5 separate regions of the Mus musculus genome follow, and all the other regions are linked to region 2. The links are chromatin contacts, called in public HiChIP or PLAC-seq maps. All regions are on one chromosome and are shown on one strand. Each heading gives the region's core, a stretch centred on a gene start, on an enhancer-like site or on the middle of the called end of the contact. The rest is flanking DNA. Distances are from core to core; before and after follow the strand shown. Region 1 has its middle 110 kb from the start of Hdgfl1. Region 2 holds the start of Sox4 (SRY (sex determining region Y)-box 4). Region 3 has its middle 35 kb from the start of Hdgfl1. Region 4 has its middle 98 kb from the start of Hdgfl1. Region 5 has its middle 120 kb from the start of Prl.

Evidence for each region. HiChIP or PLAC-seq counts read pairs in DNA pulled down with a chosen protein or histone mark.
Region 1: a contact with region 2 is called in an H3K27ac HiChIP or PLAC-seq map of stem cell-derived neural progenitor cells, with 4 times the contacts expected there. The contact joins the enhancer-like site here to the promoter of Sox4 in region 2. A contact is called at or near these places in 4 of 39 promoter capture datasets (the 3T3-L1 cell line, cranial neural crest, hippocampal neurons and 1 more), 1 of 484 Hi-C or Micro-C datasets (cerebellar granule neurons) and 8 of 115 datasets of contacts at active chromatin or transcription factors (astrocytes, differentiating embryonic stem cells, embryonic forebrain and 5 more).
Region 3: an H3K4me3 HiChIP or PLAC-seq map of embryonic limb bud shows a contact between it and region 2, with 5 times the contacts expected there. The contact joins the enhancer-like site here to the promoter of Sox4 in region 2. A contact is called at or near these places in 5 of 39 promoter capture datasets (the 3T3-L1 cell line, cranial neural crest, frontonasal cranial neural crest and 2 more) and 5 of 115 datasets of contacts at active chromatin or transcription factors (astrocytes, embryonic forebrain, embryonic limb bud and 2 more).
Region 4: an H3K4me3 HiChIP or PLAC-seq map of neural tube shows a contact between it and region 2, with 6 times the contacts expected there. The contact joins the enhancer-like site here to the promoter of Sox4 in region 2. A contact is called at or near these places in 3 of 39 promoter capture datasets (the 3T3-L1 cell line, cranial neural crest and hippocampal neurons) and 5 of 115 datasets of contacts at active chromatin or transcription factors (astrocytes, embryonic forebrain, embryonic limb bud and 2 more).
Region 5: a contact with region 2 is called in an H3K4me3 HiChIP or PLAC-seq map of neural tube, with 10 times the contacts expected there. The contact joins the enhancer-like site here to the promoter of Sox4 in region 2. A contact is called at or near these places in 6 of 39 promoter capture datasets (the 3T3-L1 cell line, frontonasal cranial neural crest, hippocampal neurons and 2 more) and 5 of 115 datasets of contacts at active chromatin or transcription factors (craniofacial prominence, differentiating embryonic stem cells, embryonic hindbrain and 2 more).

Annotation. Positions count from the first base shown.
Region 1 is chr13:26,656,110-26,659,367 of GRCm38.p6, forward strand. No RefSeq gene overlaps it. Among named protein-coding and RNA genes, the nearest start is that of Hdgfl1, 110 kb to the right of the region's middle. Within about 2 kb of position 1,377, at least 44 of the 459 cell types and tissues checked have an H3K27ac peak or open chromatin away from gene starts, as enhancers often do. A contact at or near this core is called in astrocytes, embryonic forebrain, neural progenitor cells and 2 more, where this site is marked.
Region 2 is chr13:28,952,123-28,955,794 of GRCm38.p6, forward strand. Sox4 (SRY (sex determining region Y)-box 4) reads right to left here and starts at 1,577. Exons shown (of 1, transcript NM_009238.3): 1 at 1-1,577. The coding sequence starts at 899. All of the region lies in intron 1 of Gm46405 (a long non-coding RNA gene), which reads right to left.
Region 3 is chr13:26,733,573-26,736,833 of GRCm38.p6, forward strand. No RefSeq gene overlaps it. Among named protein-coding and RNA genes, the nearest start is that of Hdgfl1, 35 kb to the right of the region's middle. Within about 2 kb of position 1,964, at least 2 of the 459 cell types and tissues checked have an H3K27ac peak or open chromatin away from gene starts, as enhancers often do. A contact at or near this core is called in embryonic limb bud, where this site is marked.
Region 4 is chr13:26,866,933-26,870,389 of GRCm38.p6, forward strand. No RefSeq gene overlaps it. Among named protein-coding and RNA genes, the nearest start is that of Hdgfl1, 98 kb to the left of the region's middle. Within about 2 kb of position 2,184, at least 3 of the 459 cell types and tissues checked have an H3K27ac peak or open chromatin away from gene starts, as enhancers often do. A contact at or near this core is called in neural tube, where this site is marked.
Region 5 is chr13:26,931,658-26,934,919 of GRCm38.p6, forward strand. No RefSeq gene overlaps it. Among named protein-coding and RNA genes, the nearest start is that of Prl, 120 kb to the right of the region's middle. Within about 2 kb of position 1,289, at least 39 of the 459 cell types and tissues checked have an H3K27ac peak or open chromatin away from gene starts, as enhancers often do. A contact at or near this core is called in craniofacial prominence and neural tube, where this site is marked.

The DNA.
Region 1 (3,258 bases), core at 127-2,626, 2.3 Mb before region 2:
AGGGAACACAATAAAAGCTGTTGCCATACATTTGTAAATTTAAATTTCTTATTCTTGGTGAAATGTGTGTATGTTGTATATGATATATGTGAGTGGTAGTGAGCATTCGGGAGTTAGAAGACAACTTTCAGGAGTCAAGTCTCTCCCTCCACAGTGTTGCAGAGAACATCTTGTTTCTGATATGCTACATGCTCTAGGCTTGATTGTCTATAATTCTCCAAGCATCTTGTGTTCCCAATACCCACTTTGCCCTAAAAGTGCTAGAATTATAGATCATCACATCTAGCTTTCTGTATGTTCTAGGGATCATATTCACGTTGTTATGCTTGTTTGGCAAATGCATTTACCTGCATACCTGTCTTGCTGGCCTAGCTCATATTTCTTGCCTAGCCCTATGCCTATTTTCATGTAAGGAATTACTAGTAATATTGAAGAAAATCAGATCAGTAGGGCAATGCTTTCAAATAGTTCAAATAGTGATAAGAAGAACCATTGAAATAGCATCAAAGCAATTTCTATGGACAATTCTGTTTTGTTATGAGAACTTTTCTCTGAGGCACAACCACACAGGTGCATATGGTCCCAGGTGTCACCTTTGCCCTGGCATATTCTGATTTTAGGACACTCCTCTGATCTTCAAACAGACAATCTCATTACCTTGAAAGAAAGCAATTCTTGTTACAAACCATTAATTCTGTCTCTGCCTTTCTTCTCTGGTTATGTTTCAATAGCAAACCTGATGATGAACTGTTCTCAGTTTGATTTATTTATTTTAATGCTTTTCTCAGGCATTTTCCACTTCTGATCAGTTATTCCTACAGGCAAAGACTTCAGTTCTTGTTCTCATTTCAAGAAGTGAGATGAGCAGAGGCAGTGAACTAAAGAGCCCAGAGTTTCACTTCTTTGCATATCTTTATCCACACAGTGAATGTTGTATGGGCTCTGATGGCAAAGGCATGGGCTATCTTCCACAGTGCATAGATAAGGATTAGGTTTAATGCTTGAAAACCTTTAGGAATGGAAAGAAAGGCTGCATTCAAGGCAGAAATAAAAGGACCTATTCTCTGGCAAAACATAAAACAGCATCTGCTGCAACAAGCCCCAGTCTGAGCCACTCTGAGCAGCATCTTTTGTTACTCAAGGATGGCAGCTTTGCTGAGGCCTTTGAGGACATAAATAATGACAGATAAAGGGTCTGAGCCAAATGAGAAGCAGGAAAAAAGTCACAATTTGATGTGCAACTACTTGATTCTCAGCCATGTGAAAATAAAGAGAAGCTGACACTTGGAATTAATGAACCACCTCAGTAGCACTGGGTGACTAATTTACTATTTTATGCAGAAGAGCACACTACTAGAGCTGTCTGGTTTCCAAGAAAAGATAAAGCCATACATGTAATATACTCCTAGTGCGCCCAAATGGGCTCTCTGCCCTTGGTGTTGGCACTGTACCCTACTCCATTGACATTTTGGCAGGACTCACTAGCTTCTCTGTATGTGAGGTTCACGATCACAAAGCCCAGAAAATTCCCATTCAACTCACATATTTCAAGCAACAAATCATCTTTTTCGGTGCTTTTAACATGATAATTTCTAAGTATCCAAAGGGATAAGTAAAAACATGATGTTGGTCAGGTTTTAGACCAAAGAACTAAATCACTGACGTCACTTACTTTTGGTAGGTTATTAACAAAGCTTTTAGTGTGTCCAACAGATCATAAATACCATCAAAAACAGGTTGAACATTTTAAGTGATCAAGGGATCATTCTCCGCTCTTTAGCTTAGAAAATGGGAAACATGAAGCACATCCATACTTTATTATTTCATATTGATTCTTTAGTGATTCTCTTACATATCTTATTAAAGGGCTAGTAATGTTTTTTTTTTTCAAATTTTGAAGTGACTAATAGATACAAGCTTTACCATTAAAATGAATTTGTTGTACTTCAAGGATAATTTATGACTTTTTCTTTTAATGTCTGCACCATGAAATGTGCCAAAAAACTTTTTTGTCTGTTTATAAGTACCTATGTGCACTTTTTTAATGAGTTGCACATTTCTATTCCTCTTTAGAAGCCATCATAGTATAACATTTATTTTCATATTAAGAAATTCACTTAGGCATGATGTATGTTTCCAAAGAAGCAAAAGGCAATGATCTTCTCAGTTAAATGTAGGTTGGGAATCTCTCTGTTGTGTAAGGCTATGGTTTATCTTGCTCAAAGTAGATTACAAAACGAGGAACATAGATTAATGCAAACTAGTAGTGTGTGTGTGTGTGTGTGTGTGTGTGTGTGTGTGAGTGTGTGTGTTATTTGTCCTGTAGACCAGAGACTTAGGGTTCCTTTCCTCCATCCTTAACTGGGGAATTGTATATAGTGGACAGTTTCTGGTGAAAGAAAGAAAGTTTTGTTAGGGGTGTGACCGTTAGTAGATCCATCATGCTTCCGTGGCTGGCCCTACATCCAGGAGTATATAGTCAGTGCAATGAGAGAGATGGAGATGTATGTATGTATGTATGTATGTATGTATGTATGTATGAATGTATGCATATCAGGACACTAGGACACAAAGTTTTCCAGATAGTAGGAAATATCCAGTGTGTAAATAGTAGGTATATCTGAAGGGAGCTGAGGCAGACTTAGGGTGTTAATATGATCAAAATACATGGTATGAAATTTTCGAAGAAGTAATAAAAATGTTTGGAGAAAAAAGAAAAGAAACTTCTTCATTCAAGAAAAAATTTAATACATATTAATAAAATGTTAAACAAAAGGAAATATGCATAATTGTAATACAGATGCAATCAGAGGAGGAAAATTAATAAACAGTAGGTCTGAAGACCTAGCAGGGCTCTTTGTCTAATTACATATATTAATATTTATTGAACACTTTGTGTCATGTACTTTAGAAATTTTATCTCAATTAGTATTCATAGCAATTCTATGAAGTAGACATTATCATGCTAAATATAAGCATTAAGTGTCTGGGACTCAAAGAATATACAAAGCTAACCTCAGCAGTTGTTAGGTAGAACAGGAAGTTTTGAGCTCAAGTCTCCCTAATCCCAGGACCCACATTTACCATACTACTGGCTTTCAGCCAAATGAGCCACTCCAGAAAATACCCTGTGAACTTAGATCAAAATAGTGTTCCTTCAATTTGAGGTTATTTCTTGGGGGATAACAGCCATTAGAATTTTGTGTTGAGAAAGCTATGAACAAAGGTACTGTCATAGTCTACACCTCTAACACTCAA
Region 2 (3,672 bases), core at 327-2,826:
CATCCCGGGCCTCCATCTTCGTACAACCCCAGTGGATCACTGGGGTCGGCGCTCGCTCCCAGGCCCCCGACGGGAGACGCCGAAGCGCCCAGGCTTCCAAACAGGTAGACGCGCTTCACTTTCTTGTCGGCAGGGTGTTTGGCTGGGGTGGCCAGCGCACTGGACGGCGAGGAGGAGGCGGCCGGAGTGGCCGCACTGGGAGTCCGCACCTTGTAGACGGCCGTGGGCTCCCCCAGGGGCAGCAGGGCAGCTTGCTCTGGAGAGAACGATGCAGCCGCCTTGCTGCCGCCCGCCGGGACCAGCTTAGCGTGGGGCTTGCCGACCGAGCTGCCCGCCACCTTGGGGCCACAGCTCTTCTTGGGCGCGGGCTTGGAGCTGCCGCCCGCGCCACCCCCCGCGTGGCTGCTTCCCGCGTGGCCGCTGCTGCCCGCGACCTTGTCGCCCTTCTCCCCTGGCTTGGCTGTGGCCGCCGATCCCGCGCCCGCGTTGCCCGACTTCACCTTCTTTCGCGGCCGGTACTTGTAGTCAGGGTAGTCAGCCATGTGCTTGAGGCGCAGCCGCTCCGCCTCCTGGATGAACGGAATCTTGTCGCTGTCCTTGAGCAGCTTCCAGCGTTTGCCTAGCCGCTTGGAGATCTCGGCGTTGTGCATGTCGGGCGACTGCTCCATGATCTTGCGCCGCTCGATCTGCGACCACACCATAAAGGCGTTCATGGGCCGCTTGATGTGGCCACTGGGCGTCTTGCACCAGCTGGGGTCGTCCGCCTTGCCGCCCGTCGACGCGGTGGAGCCAGGCGTCGGGGAGGACGCGATGCCCAGCTCCAGGCCGGCGCCCGAGTCCGAGCTCTCCCCGGCCAGCAGAGCCTCAGTGTTCTCCGCGTTGTTGGTCTGTTGTACCATGGCCCCGGCTTGCCGGGCGCCCACGCGCGCTCACACGCTCGCGGCGCGGTCGCCGGGCCCTGCGGGCTCCCCGGGGCGGAGACCAGGGTCCCCTGAGCGGCGCGCGGGCCAGGGGCGGCCGCCTCCCGCCGCCAACCTAGAGTCCCCGAGGCCCTCCGTCCTCCCTCACCGCTGAAGTGCTCCCTGCGGGCACCGAGGCTGGAGTCGGCCGCGGCGAGGAGTTTCTCCAAACGTTGGTAGCCGGAGTATCTTCCAAACGCAAGTTTCTCGCCGCCTCCGGGGCAAGTCTTTCCCCCACCCCTTTCCCTGAAGCAGTCGATTGCAGTTCACGAGAGCTCGCGGTAGCTCAGGAAAGCGACATCGTCTCTAGCGCCTAAGTCCCTTTCCTGCAGTGCAAAGCCAAAGCGACTCTGGCTCCGGGACTCTCTGTGGGCGGAATCGGCGCTGAGGAGTTGGTGCAATTATTTTGTTGCAAGGTAGGAAGCCAAGAAGCTTGCATGCAACAGACCGGCATGAATAAATGTATGTTTCTCCCTCCCTCCTGCAAGAAGGGGAGCTGGTTACCGGCAGAGTTCCCCCACTGCAGACTCTCTAAGAAACAGCGTGCAAGAACTGGAAACCGGGAGGGAGACGGCCCTCTTCCCCTCACTCTGTTTCTCTGGCTGCAGCTTAGAGCAGACCCCAATTCCGCCTCGCGCTTCTTTATCCTTTCTCAGACAGCCAATCAGCCGCTGTAACTAACGCTTCCTCGTGCCAAGCCCCTCCCCCGTCCTTCCCATTGGCTTGGAACCCGATGCAATAATAATCTCCGCGTGCAATGAGAAGCTCCAAATCTGACCTCATTCCAATTTACAGAGCAAACTTTTTAAAAGGGCTAGAAGTACAGCTGAGATTTCTGCTGCCTCTTTCCCCCCCACCTCCGCCTTTTGCTGGGTGCGCGCGCGTTTGCCTCTGTGTGTGTGTGTGTGTGTGTGCGCGCGCGCGCGCGCGCACGCACGCGCATGTGTGAAGAGGATGTTAATGCATGAAGTTATTAAGGGGAGAGACGGAAATGTATTCTAGCCATTATGTTAGATAACAAGGGGCTTGGAGGGGGGGTAAGGGTGAAATACTGTAAATGGAAGCTTTCTGCTTAAAAGCCGAGTGATTATTTTTATTAGTTCTTTTCAGCCCAGGAATAAAGAATCAGCCTTTGGTGCAAAATCTCTTTTCTTAGCCCCTTCTTAGAGCTAGAGATGTAAGTGGGGGGAGCCACAATAATAAATCAATGGATATTGAAAACCATTAAGAAAGTGGTACCTAGACACCTGTCATCACAATTATTTTAACAACTCTGGGTACAGAACAAACGTTGGTGTATTGTGTAAATCCCTTCAGGATGCTATCTGTGCTGTTTGTGAAAGGCAGGGTTTTTTTTTTTTTTTTCTTTCTCCCCTTTTCAGTAATTACTTACTCTTTTTGCCAAACAGAGGTTAACTAGTTATTTAATGATTTCACTTCCCCTATAAATCCTGGGTAGGCCAAACAAGATTTTCTGTGGAACGCTAAGGCAGTGGCCCATAATTACCTCAATAAGAGACTTTGTGTGATTTCTGTATAGGGCGATCATGGTGAATACAGGATGGGATTGACTTCACTTTCTAAATGTTTGTTTTCCACAATATCCAAAGGATAGATGGGTTCGCTATGTGCTCTCCTTCCCCCTCTCTTTCTTACCCATTGTCTCCCGTGTGTCTGTGCTACTTGAAGCAATTGGGCCTAAAAGACCAAGAAGAGAAAGGGGTGGCACAGGGGAGTGGGCTGCTGGACCTATCTCAAGTCCCTCTCCTGATCTTTCTTTCTGGGTCTCATTGTCCTCCTCTTCTGTGCTTTGGGAACCTTGTGAGCTTTATAGAGGGCTTGTGTTAGTGCCCGGTGAGTGTGTGATTATAAACCACGGATGTGTGTCCTGAGCCCTCTGGATTCTAACACACATTCCGAGTTCTCCCTAATGCAAATGCCACTTCTAGTAAGAGCAGCACGATGTTCGAGAGACTAAGGTGGGAGGTGGTCACCGGTGGTGAAACGTAATCGAAAGCCCCTTTGGTGGTCCCCGTTTGTTATCTCAGTACTTGGGAGGTGCCTTCAGGAAGATCAGGAGTTCAAGATCATCCGCTGATGCTTAAGAATTCCAGGACAAGCTGGGCGGTGGTGGCGCACGCCTGTAGTCCCAGCACTTGGGAGGCAGAGGCAGGCGGATTTCTGAGTTCGAGGCCAGCCTGGTCTACAAAGTGAGTTCCAGGACAGCCAGGGCTACACAGAGAAACCCTGTCTCGAAAAACCAAGGGAAAAAAAAAAAAAAAAAGAATTCCAGGACAGCTCCAGCTACCCAAGTCCTTGTCTCAAAGAGCGAACACATGCAGATAATACTTAGAATATAGAACAACTTAGTTACACAAACCACCCTTTTCCCAAGATCTGAGCATTGGGACTCTAGTGAAAACTCACCTTTAATACGATGATAAACTGATTTCCCTCAGGCTAGTAACAGAGGAGGCCAACTTAGAGCCAGCTCTTGATTGAGAGCACAGTAGTGCTGGGTGGTATATTTCCATTTACCTTGTCACACATTCAGAGTATTTAGGCTGGAAGGAGGCCGAGGGTGTCAAGAATTAGACATTTACTGGAAAGAGTACCCTATGGAGACAGCTGACTGGGTCTCTAAGATCAACTGCAGGCAAGAATGTTTTGTGGGTAAAAAGCAAGTAATTTTTTTTTTTTTTGACTATTTGCT
Region 3 (3,261 bases), core at 714-3,213, 2.2 Mb before region 2:
ATCATAGTACTTGTCTGTGTACAGTACCATAGAACATCTTAGAGAGAGAGAGGGATCATTTTTTAAGTATTCAGATAAAAGAAAAGTTATGTTCTTATTTGAGAAATAGAAATTTTTATGAATTTTGTTTCTATTACAGAATTCCATTCTATTGTCCTAGAGTATTTATCTACCATTAACCAACTGTTTGGGTTTTTTGTTTGTTTGTTTGCTTGTTTGTTTGTTTTTCCTCTGATAAGTCTAATAATAGGAGATCCAAAACCTGCTTCTGGCCTCTGGGCATACCATGAATGCATCTGCACAGATGTATATGCAAACAAAATATCTATACACATAAAATAATAAGAGGAAATCTTCACAATTATTTTCATTTCAGAAATGGTAGATATAGATTGACAGACACCATCTCAGAAAGGCTAAGGCAAGCCAATGAAATTTTGGAGATGGTCTACTGTTTCTCCATGGCTGCAAAGGTGAGCTCTGACATGCAGGGTCACCAGAGACTTGATCTGAGGATTGCTTATTGATGTTGATAAATCTTTTTTTGTCTAATGATTCCTGGGTATCAGCCCATCCTACTTGGGCAAATTTCCTGCAGATCAACATGAAGATGTACTCTCATATAATAATGCTGTATAGACAAATTGATGATTTCACAATTTCTGATAATGATTTTTATAGAACTCTTAAATTGATACAAATAATCTTAAGTCCCTTACAGAATAAAGCTACAAATAGAGCTCTGTACACTGTCCTGTGTAACAGGATAGTTGCATTACCATAAGAAAGCAGGCTTGGAACAAATTTGTGATCAAGGAAAAACATTCATTCTAGGTCAGGTCTTAGGATGAAACCACAGGTGTGGTGATAAAGCAAGGAAATGTAAAACTGTTGCTTTGAACTTATAATGAGCTTATAGAATGAAACACTGCTTTGAACTTACTATCAACATTCTTCTGTAACTCCCCTCTCATGTAACATTTTATCTATGAGGTAATGCTATAAAGAACTTTTATCTAAGAAGGTATAAATTGCCAAAGAAAATAAAGTGTGGCATTTGTGACTGAGCTGCAACCACTTAATGTATACCTAGAGCTTCTGGTGTCTCTGCTCCATCCACAAAGTGTGTATGTGCATATGTTTGTTTGTCTATATGTATGTGCATACCTATGCATATAGGAATATGTGTATGAATAAGTATGTATGAACACTTGTGGAATTGTTGAGACAGCTGTTACAGTCCAGCAAAAGTATATGTATCTATGTGTATGCTTGAATTCTCCCTCTTTTTCTTTTCTTTTCTTTTCTTTTCTTTTCTTTTCTTTTCTTTTCTTTTCTTTTCTCTTCTCTTCTCTTCTCTTCTCTTCTCTTCTCTTCTCTTCTCTTCTCTTCTCTTCTCTTCTCTTCTTTTCTTTTCTTTTCTTTTCTTTTCTTTTCTTTTCTTTTCTTTTCTCACTGGTTCACAAAGAGTTAATAAACTCCAAACCTCTTACTTTCCCAGTGAGGGACCAGACCCTTGAGTTATAGAGAAACTAAGCCTGTTTTCTTAAGTTCCCTGCTGCCATAGGCAGAAATCAAATTACCAGAAGCCTGTGGCTTTTAGCCACAAAATCACAAGGTGTTGAAAACAGAAGAATTATTGCCAAAGATAAAGCAGCTCTGGTCCCATTAACACTTACACCACCCTTTGCTGCCTGCCTCAGTACCTGGATGACATGGCTGGCCCACAATAGTGGATAATTTCAATTCAGTATGTGCCTACATTATTATAGACTGCATTGTGTGTATCTTAGTGACCATACGATTATTTTGCCATTTTAAAGTTATGGAAACTTAATCTTTAGAAGAATCACCTACCAGAAAGGGGTCATTTAAAATCCTAGAATCAATAAGTCAATTCATTTTAGGTTTCACAAATCAGAAGAACAATGATTCTTTGTGAAGACCTGCTGCAAAGACACATGAACTGCAGATCAGCCAAGGACAGGAAGTCACTGGCTAATATGAACAGCATGTATTAGAAATAAGAATTGTGGTCAAAGAAAAATGGCAATTACTTTTCAACTAAAAATAAACCAAGAACATTTATATGTTGGCCTGACCTGGCTTAGTGTTAACAGGCTGAAGGCCAAAGATCTATGCATATCTCTTTAACTGCTAATGTCTCCTTAGTAAATGAATCAGTCTCTTGTCCACAAGACAAAAGAGAGAGGCACAGGAGAGGTGTGGATATAGGATCCAATGAATGGTTTTCTGGAAAAGTTTCTTCTCCCATCCTGCAAAGCAGAGGAGAGGTTTTTTAAAGAATATATGGCCAACCCATTCTCACTATATCATCTCCCACTTTAGATCAGCCTGTAAGCTGTCCTTATTCTTAAGTTTCTGAGTACAGTTCAAACCCACTTTATACATATACACACATTTTCTCCACACACATGCACACACTATTCAGTTATTTCTGTAACATGCAGAAAAAAATGATTATGTAAAGTTTAATTTGGACAATGGGGTTGGCACTAATGGAACTTGCTAGAATAGGGCTTGCGCTTTTGATTCATGCAATTAATTATTGATTGACATATTAAATAAGATATTTATTTGATCTAACAGTTGATATGAAAGATATAATGCATTTAAAAAATAATGATTTTAAATAATGTTTAGTACTCTATATAACAATGGAGGAAAATGAAAGGGTAAAGGAAAAAGAAAAATATCTCTGTGATCACTGGAGTTAATCAAAACTTCAAGTCTCTAGTACTACCAAAGGTTATTTTCTACATTTAAATATGAAGGCTATACTAAATAATTTTGGTGATTAATAAAGATTAATGTTTAGTCTTCCTCTTTCAGGGTCATGTATTGTTTACAATTAGGTTGACTCTGAGAATTCCTCTGTCCCAGTTGATATATCAACAATACCACTTCTGTATCTAAGGTTCTGAGTACACCATAAAAGAGGTAAGAATGGAACGAGACAGAGGACCAAGAGTCCTGCTGTGAGATTATGCTTTCTCACTATAAAAGGGAAGTTATACTCACAAAATCTCAACAACATGGTTGCCTAAACAAGAACCTGAACAATTCCAATATACTACATTACAATATAGATGGAGGAAATTCAATCTACAAGCAATTGACAAAATCCCTAGATGAAGAGCTACAAGCAGCTAACAACTTCTGAGAGAGGGCAACTCAGTCTCTTCCACTGATGAGCCCCCAAATTGGTTATAAAATACCAAATGGTCATTTCCAGAAACA
Region 4 (3,457 bases), core at 934-3,433, 2.1 Mb before region 2:
CGCCACACCTGCTCCTCACAACTCTCACCTCAAATTCTTGCCTTCTTGCTCAGCCCCTCCCCTTTTCCTTTCTGGGAGATAACTAGTATGTTGCCCTTTTAACAGAATTTTGTGGTTTACTACTTAATCATGTTTTTTTAAGTTAATTACAAGTTCTTGCTGATTTATGCATTACTTGATCATGGTCACATATATAAGTGATAGAAATATATTTTAAAAAGTAAGAACTACCTAATTCAAATGTTACTCATTGCTTTTACTTTCCAAAATAGCTTTGGTTGCATTTAAAAGATACAAAATTGATACTGCTGTATTGAAAAAAATTGTAACTTCTCAAGTAAAATATGCTAAGATATCTATACATTCATATGTTGGAAACTGGTATTTATTTTTACTCAAGGGTTATGAAAGCTATCTCACTTATCATGGAGCACAAGGGCATATGTTGAGAGTGTTCATTACATCTGAACACAGCTGTTTGTTTATGTAAGTGTTTTATGTGGCGGTGCCAAAAATAAGTTTGTACTCAGCATGAATGTGCAGTATTATCATGCGAACCCCCTTGAACTAATTTGAGAGCTATTGTGATTTAACTGTGACATGGAGCCCTTAAATCCAGTGGTATGAGTGAATTTTGTATGCATATAACTATACATATGGGCATGATTTTGAAACAAAGCTATTGCTTTTTAACAAGTGACTGAACTGCAGGGCAGCAGCATAAAAGCAGACAAGCCCAGGCACAATATCATAATGGTGAGTTTCCACTTACATTGGATTGGATATGTAGTTTCTTTGGTCATTTCTTCCTATCATATTTCTCACTTTTCTCTCATTTTTCTTCTTCTTTCCTGATCATCTAATCTTTTCTGTTTATATAACATGGGGCATGGATGCTTGTAATTATTCCATCATAAAAGATGCAGAAGAAGGACCAAGAAAAGACAAGAATAGGAAAAGGATGGGTGTGAATGTACTGCATACTGACGTGCACATCAATGGCTTTCTTCCACCTACACCTCTGTAAGAGTAGCTTACTGCCACTCAGATTACTGACCGGGGGAGTAGGACCTTATGCTCATGCCATAACGAAGCTGGTGCTGCCAAGTTGTAGGCACAAGCCCTCAATTAGAAGGTGCTGCTCATCTCTGTCAACACTAATGAGATTCAGGCATGTAAAGTGACAGGCACAGCAACTGGTTTGGGAGTTAAAACATTAATACCTTCAAGTTTCATTTTCCTGTTCCTCCCTCAGTACCTTCCCCTGGAAGGAGAACACAAGAGAATCACCCTGACCAGAATATACAAGCCCAGAAGTGAAGGTCAAAACCCAGTGAAAGTATAGATTTGATTTTAAAAGGAGGGAATGGAAGGGAGTAGGTCATAACACTTGGGTGCCCTTTGAACTCTGACAAGAGCAGTGAACCTTTCATCCCTGATATTCCAGACCAGAACTGACAACTTTCAGAGGCAGAAATGAGATTGCAAGTGCAGTCTCACACAGGTAGAGTGCATAATGAACACTGAGCCTCAGCAATACCCCATCTATCTGCAACTGCTTTTACATCAAGAAGAAACGCTGTCCAAGAACCTATTTACTGAAAATAGTAAGCAATAATATTTATGTAACGGGACTATATTTATCCCTTGTGTAAGAAATTATTAAATATAAACTGTGTCCCTAACTAAATATCTTTCCAGAAACACAACAATACATATGTTGTGATTTTTACACAGAACTAACAAGCAGGTTTGGAAGGGACTCTTTTTTTTTTTTTTTTATTTGAAAACTCAACTGCTGGTGTGTGTGTTTTCTTTACATGAATTGGAAAGTCTCCTCCAAATTTACCACCAATCAGGACAGAAACCCTTGACTACAAATTCCCTGCTGCAATCTGAGAGCCTAGGCTTAACAGATTTCTGCTGTACAGATAAAATGCTACCAGGACGATTTTAAAACTCCTGATGCTTTGGAAGAGTGATTGATTCTTTTCACCGTGCAGCTGAGCTCTGCACACTTCTTATGTTAGAACCAACACATGAGCTGTGGCCCTTTCCTTTACCTGCCTTAATCTACCCACTACATCTCAACTTCCACAAACTTAGAAGCTGCTTCCTTCCCCTGGTTAGCTTTAACTCAGGTCATACACAGGTCAGGCCAGCTGAGACTTTCTTCTTTGAGAGCCATTTCTGTGCTCAGTTTTCTCCCGTGTTGTTCTGTCAGCTCTTCCTGGTGGGGTGCCCATTATAAATTCATAAACTTCAGCTCATCTTCACCCTTCACCGCACACCATCTAAGATGGAACATGCAGATGTTCAGAAGCCATCTCAGAGCAAACGTATCTCTCCAGTCACATCACAAGAACCAGCTCTTTAATAAAAGTGCTTCAGGGCTTCAAGAATGGGTCAGTATTAAGTGATAAATAATTAAAATACTGCAGCTTTTTTTTTTACTTCTATGGAAGGGAGTGGGTAAATTTATACAAGAAGCAGAGTAGGTAAGGTAATTAAATTATCACCTTAATCAAATCAAATTGATAGTATTAATAATAACTAGAAAAACAGGCAGCAGACATACCTGTTCTGTGTTAACCTAGATGACATCATCCTAAACGGTATAAAAGATGGCCTTGCTAATAAAAGCTATCAATCAGAAGGCTAGTGAAAAATACATGAATTAATTACTATTAATGTACCTTCACTGACCAAAAAAAAAAAAATCTAAAGCCTGGTGTTTGTTTCTCCAATATCTAAGAATTGCACATAGCATGTTTTGAAAAATATGGAGAAAATGAGAAGAGTGGCTTCATTTTGAAGAAGAAATCTAACAGCAAAAGAACCTATAACTGTAGAAGTGTTTTGGGTTGGTAGAATCAGTCAGCAGGTCACAGTCAAATATGAATTACAGGATAAAGGATTCTTTCAGGCACTGGGGGGGGGGGGGGTTAAAATAATATCAGCTCTTGTTCGAGTGTATAGAATAGTTATTAGAGAAGTTCAGGAAAGCAAGAGAACAGTTAAGACTATGATGATCAGGGAAAGATTGGGAAGACAACAGTACAGTTGGTCAGGATAAATATTCAACTGAGGTGTATAGGTAGCTGAGATGATGAGGGAAGAGAAGAATAGCAGAGACAAAGGGCTGGGCAAGCCACACCATTGATTTCTGTTTTATAGTAAGCAGGACATCCCATTCAGTGAGAGGACTGCATTAGGGATAGAATAAAGAAATGTAGCGGGGGGGGGGGGGGCGGGGCAATACTGATTGGATAAAGGGTATGTAAGTATAAGAAAACATCAAAATTATGTGTTGCACATTAGGGAGTAAACTGAAATTGATGAAGGAACATCGTTCTCTTTGGTATAGAAATAATGGTGGTAAATTTCTACAAGGAAACACTTAAGGGGCAAGAAATTATATTTTGAACTTAGTACCAATTAAAAAGTCAATTCCCAA
Region 5 (3,262 bases), core at 39-2,538, 2.0 Mb before region 2:
ATAAAAGAAATAAAACAGTAAAGACACATGCCTACTATTGATTACATGACTATCAGAAGCAAAACCCACTCCCGGGTGTACAAAAGTATTCAGGTCCCCTGTGATTACAGTTCAGGTGTGGAGCTAGCTCTGGAGGTTTGACTTCTGCTGACCTCACCAGAAAATGTCCATGGGTGCTGGATAAAGCAGGAACTAGTACATTGATTTCTCAGCAAACCTTAATAACTCTGGAGACCTTAGACTAAATTAATGATCGGTACAATTATCAAATTGTGAATTATTTTACAGATCATAGAGATTGCACAATTTACCTGATTAAAGAAATTTGTTTTAGAAGCATAATGACTTTCTTTTGCATCTGAGTTATATTTTGCCCCCCCCAAAAAAAGCCTCTAGTTATCTGTAATTGACAGTCTTAAAATTCAGCCACTGTTTCAGTCACTGTACAGTTCTTTAACACCCATCTGTATTAAAGATTATATCTCTGTTTCATTCTAGTTGGGTTTTTCACATGTCACACTTCTATAACAGTTCAACTAATGTTTTCAAAGACTGGAGTCTTAGACGAATTTAAAGACTTAAAATCACACTTGATTACTATAAAAATTAGGAACCGTGTAGCAATCCTAATTTTCAGATCTGCAAATAAGTAGATATGTGCTATGAATGACTAATTCTGTCTCTGGGTGTGATCTTTATTATGTCTTTAAACACTCAGCTAATTCTAGTGAATTCTAATTGTCCATTGTAGTATTTAATTCTCTGTCCTTTATTATATAGTCACATAAATGCAGGGTCAGCATTTATAATGTTTGGTAATTTCTATTTGGTTAAACCAGAGATAACCATATCCCATGAGAAGTTTATTGATGAAAAGAAACAGCACTTCTTTATATTGTGTGTCACATTTCTAATCAATTTAAACAAAAAGAGGCTGAATTATTCACTTTAGGTAATCACAAATAACAGTAAAATATCTCCTCCTGGGCTGTTATGTAAAAACCCAGCCACTGGTTCTTTTACTATTGCACTCTTAGAGTTACTTGGTGCAGTGACCCCAGTGCCGAAGACTGCTGCTTAAACTAGATTTTATAGAAGAATGTGTAGTGTGTCTGAGTGACTTGGAGTGTAAACAGGCTTAGGAAGGGCAAACACAGAATCCAGAGGCAACACAATAGACTGACCTTCTCATCAACCCTTCTTCCTCCCCCTTCCTTAACTAAGTCAAGTCAGGAAAAGCCAGAGCCGCACCAGAACAATGAGTGAAAAATGACCCTGCTAGCTGTGGATTTGCAATGCCTTATTACTTAGCCATCCCGTCTTGTGCATCAAAGAGCACAGAGTAAGGGAGACTGCAGCAGAATTGAAGAAGAAAGGGAAGGAGGTGATTAATTGGCAGTGTGAGATCTGGTTACCAGCCTGGAAAACAAGAGCAGATGCATTTGCATGATTACAAAATGAAATGCCTTTCAAATAACTTAATCTCCAGGAATACTCTGCTATATACATTTGCTTTTAATTCCTCAGGGATAGGCAGCAGAGCATGAGGTCCTTTGTTTACACACTATATATGGATAGAAGACACGGGTCTGTGCATGTGCACTGGTGGGAGCCAAGAGGATTACAGTATTATCCTACCATTGTTTTCTGCACTACAGCCACTTCAATCTACAGAAAAATGAAAACAGAAATGGGGCCCAGGAGATTCTTAAGCTCAGGCTGCTCCCATCCATGTCTGTATTGCTGACATTGATGGAGCCCAGAAAGCAGCATCCTTTCTTTAGGTTACATCCCAAACCTTGTGTGGGCATGAAAGAAATATATATATATATATATATATATATATATATATATATATATATATATATATATATTTCACCTCCACCAATATATATACATATATACATATATATATATATATGTATATATATTGGTGGAGGTAAAATCACCCAAAAGACAGTCAGGACTTTTTTTTTCTCTCATAAAACTAGAATTCAGCAAAAACAGACATAACAATATAAAGTTTCCATTACAGTTCAAGTGTTCAAAGCCAAGCAGTCTTGGAAGTGTTTATGGTTAGTGCTGGGCAATAAAGCCTTTAAATGCAGCTGCTTGGACTAAATATGAATTTAAGAAAAGATAGGAAAACTGCTCGTCCCTCCCTCATGCTGAGCTTCCCGGGCCTGGGACAGCAGAGATTTCATTTTCCATCTGGCATAAAAGAAACCTGGACCTGCCCCAGATGAATTAGTCAAAGTGCCTCCAATGTGTCATGGCTACGGGGCCCACTTTTGTGCTGGGCGAAGTAACCCTGGGCCAGTTGTCAAAGGCTGAGTTTCATCAGGTAGCAGAGGCCGTGAAGGTCAGACATGAAAGTCAGAAGACTGCCTTATAGGGTTACAGTGAGGTCAGGTGAAGTCGGATAATTGTTCTCCATTTCAAGGTCTGGGCAGTGAGGGTGAGGCAGGATTATTAACAAGAGGGATGACTACTGGCTTTAGGGAAAGGTTCGGAAATGCTTGCCTGAGAAAAGATGGCTATTAGTATTCCCCTAATGACAGATGAGGAGAGTCAGGAGGAGAGGAGAATGGTTGGGCTAAGAGCACAAGTGTAAAGGAAAAAAGTGATTTCCACCCTGGATTAGGTTCTGGCTCTTAGCATGTTATTCAGGTCTTCTGGGCCTGCCCTCTCAAGGACTGCCCACTCTTTCTCAGAAGCCTCAGAGATCAAGCGAGGAGCATTATTTAATATATGGCAAGAAAGTCCTCATATCTCCTGAACTTCCTTTCTGCTTTAAGCAAAGGTGTACTTTACTATTTTTGTTTTATTCTTTGTATGTATTGAAAACTGTTGAATGAGAGCCAAAACAAACAACTAAGAAAAAGGAGCAGAAATGACTACTCCTTCCCTATATAAAAAAGTATATTCATGTATACCCACATTTAAAGTTATACACCCTCGCACATCCCCAAGAATAATTCAAAGAATAACTAAAATTTAATGAGCTAATGTATTAGAATTCTTTATGGTAACTTGTGTGTGTGTGTGTGTGTGTGTGTAAAACAAAGAGGATTAATTACATTGGTTTATACGATTTGCTCTACGAGGTCAAACTATGGCTGTCTCATATTGGAAAGGTCAAAAATGCAGTACAGTAGTTGCTCAATTCATAAAGCTGTGTGCTTTAGTAGTATCAGTCTGGCACTAAGGCCTGCAGAGTTCCCAGAAAGCCACTGGTCTTCTGCCCAGTGGAATTACTGAG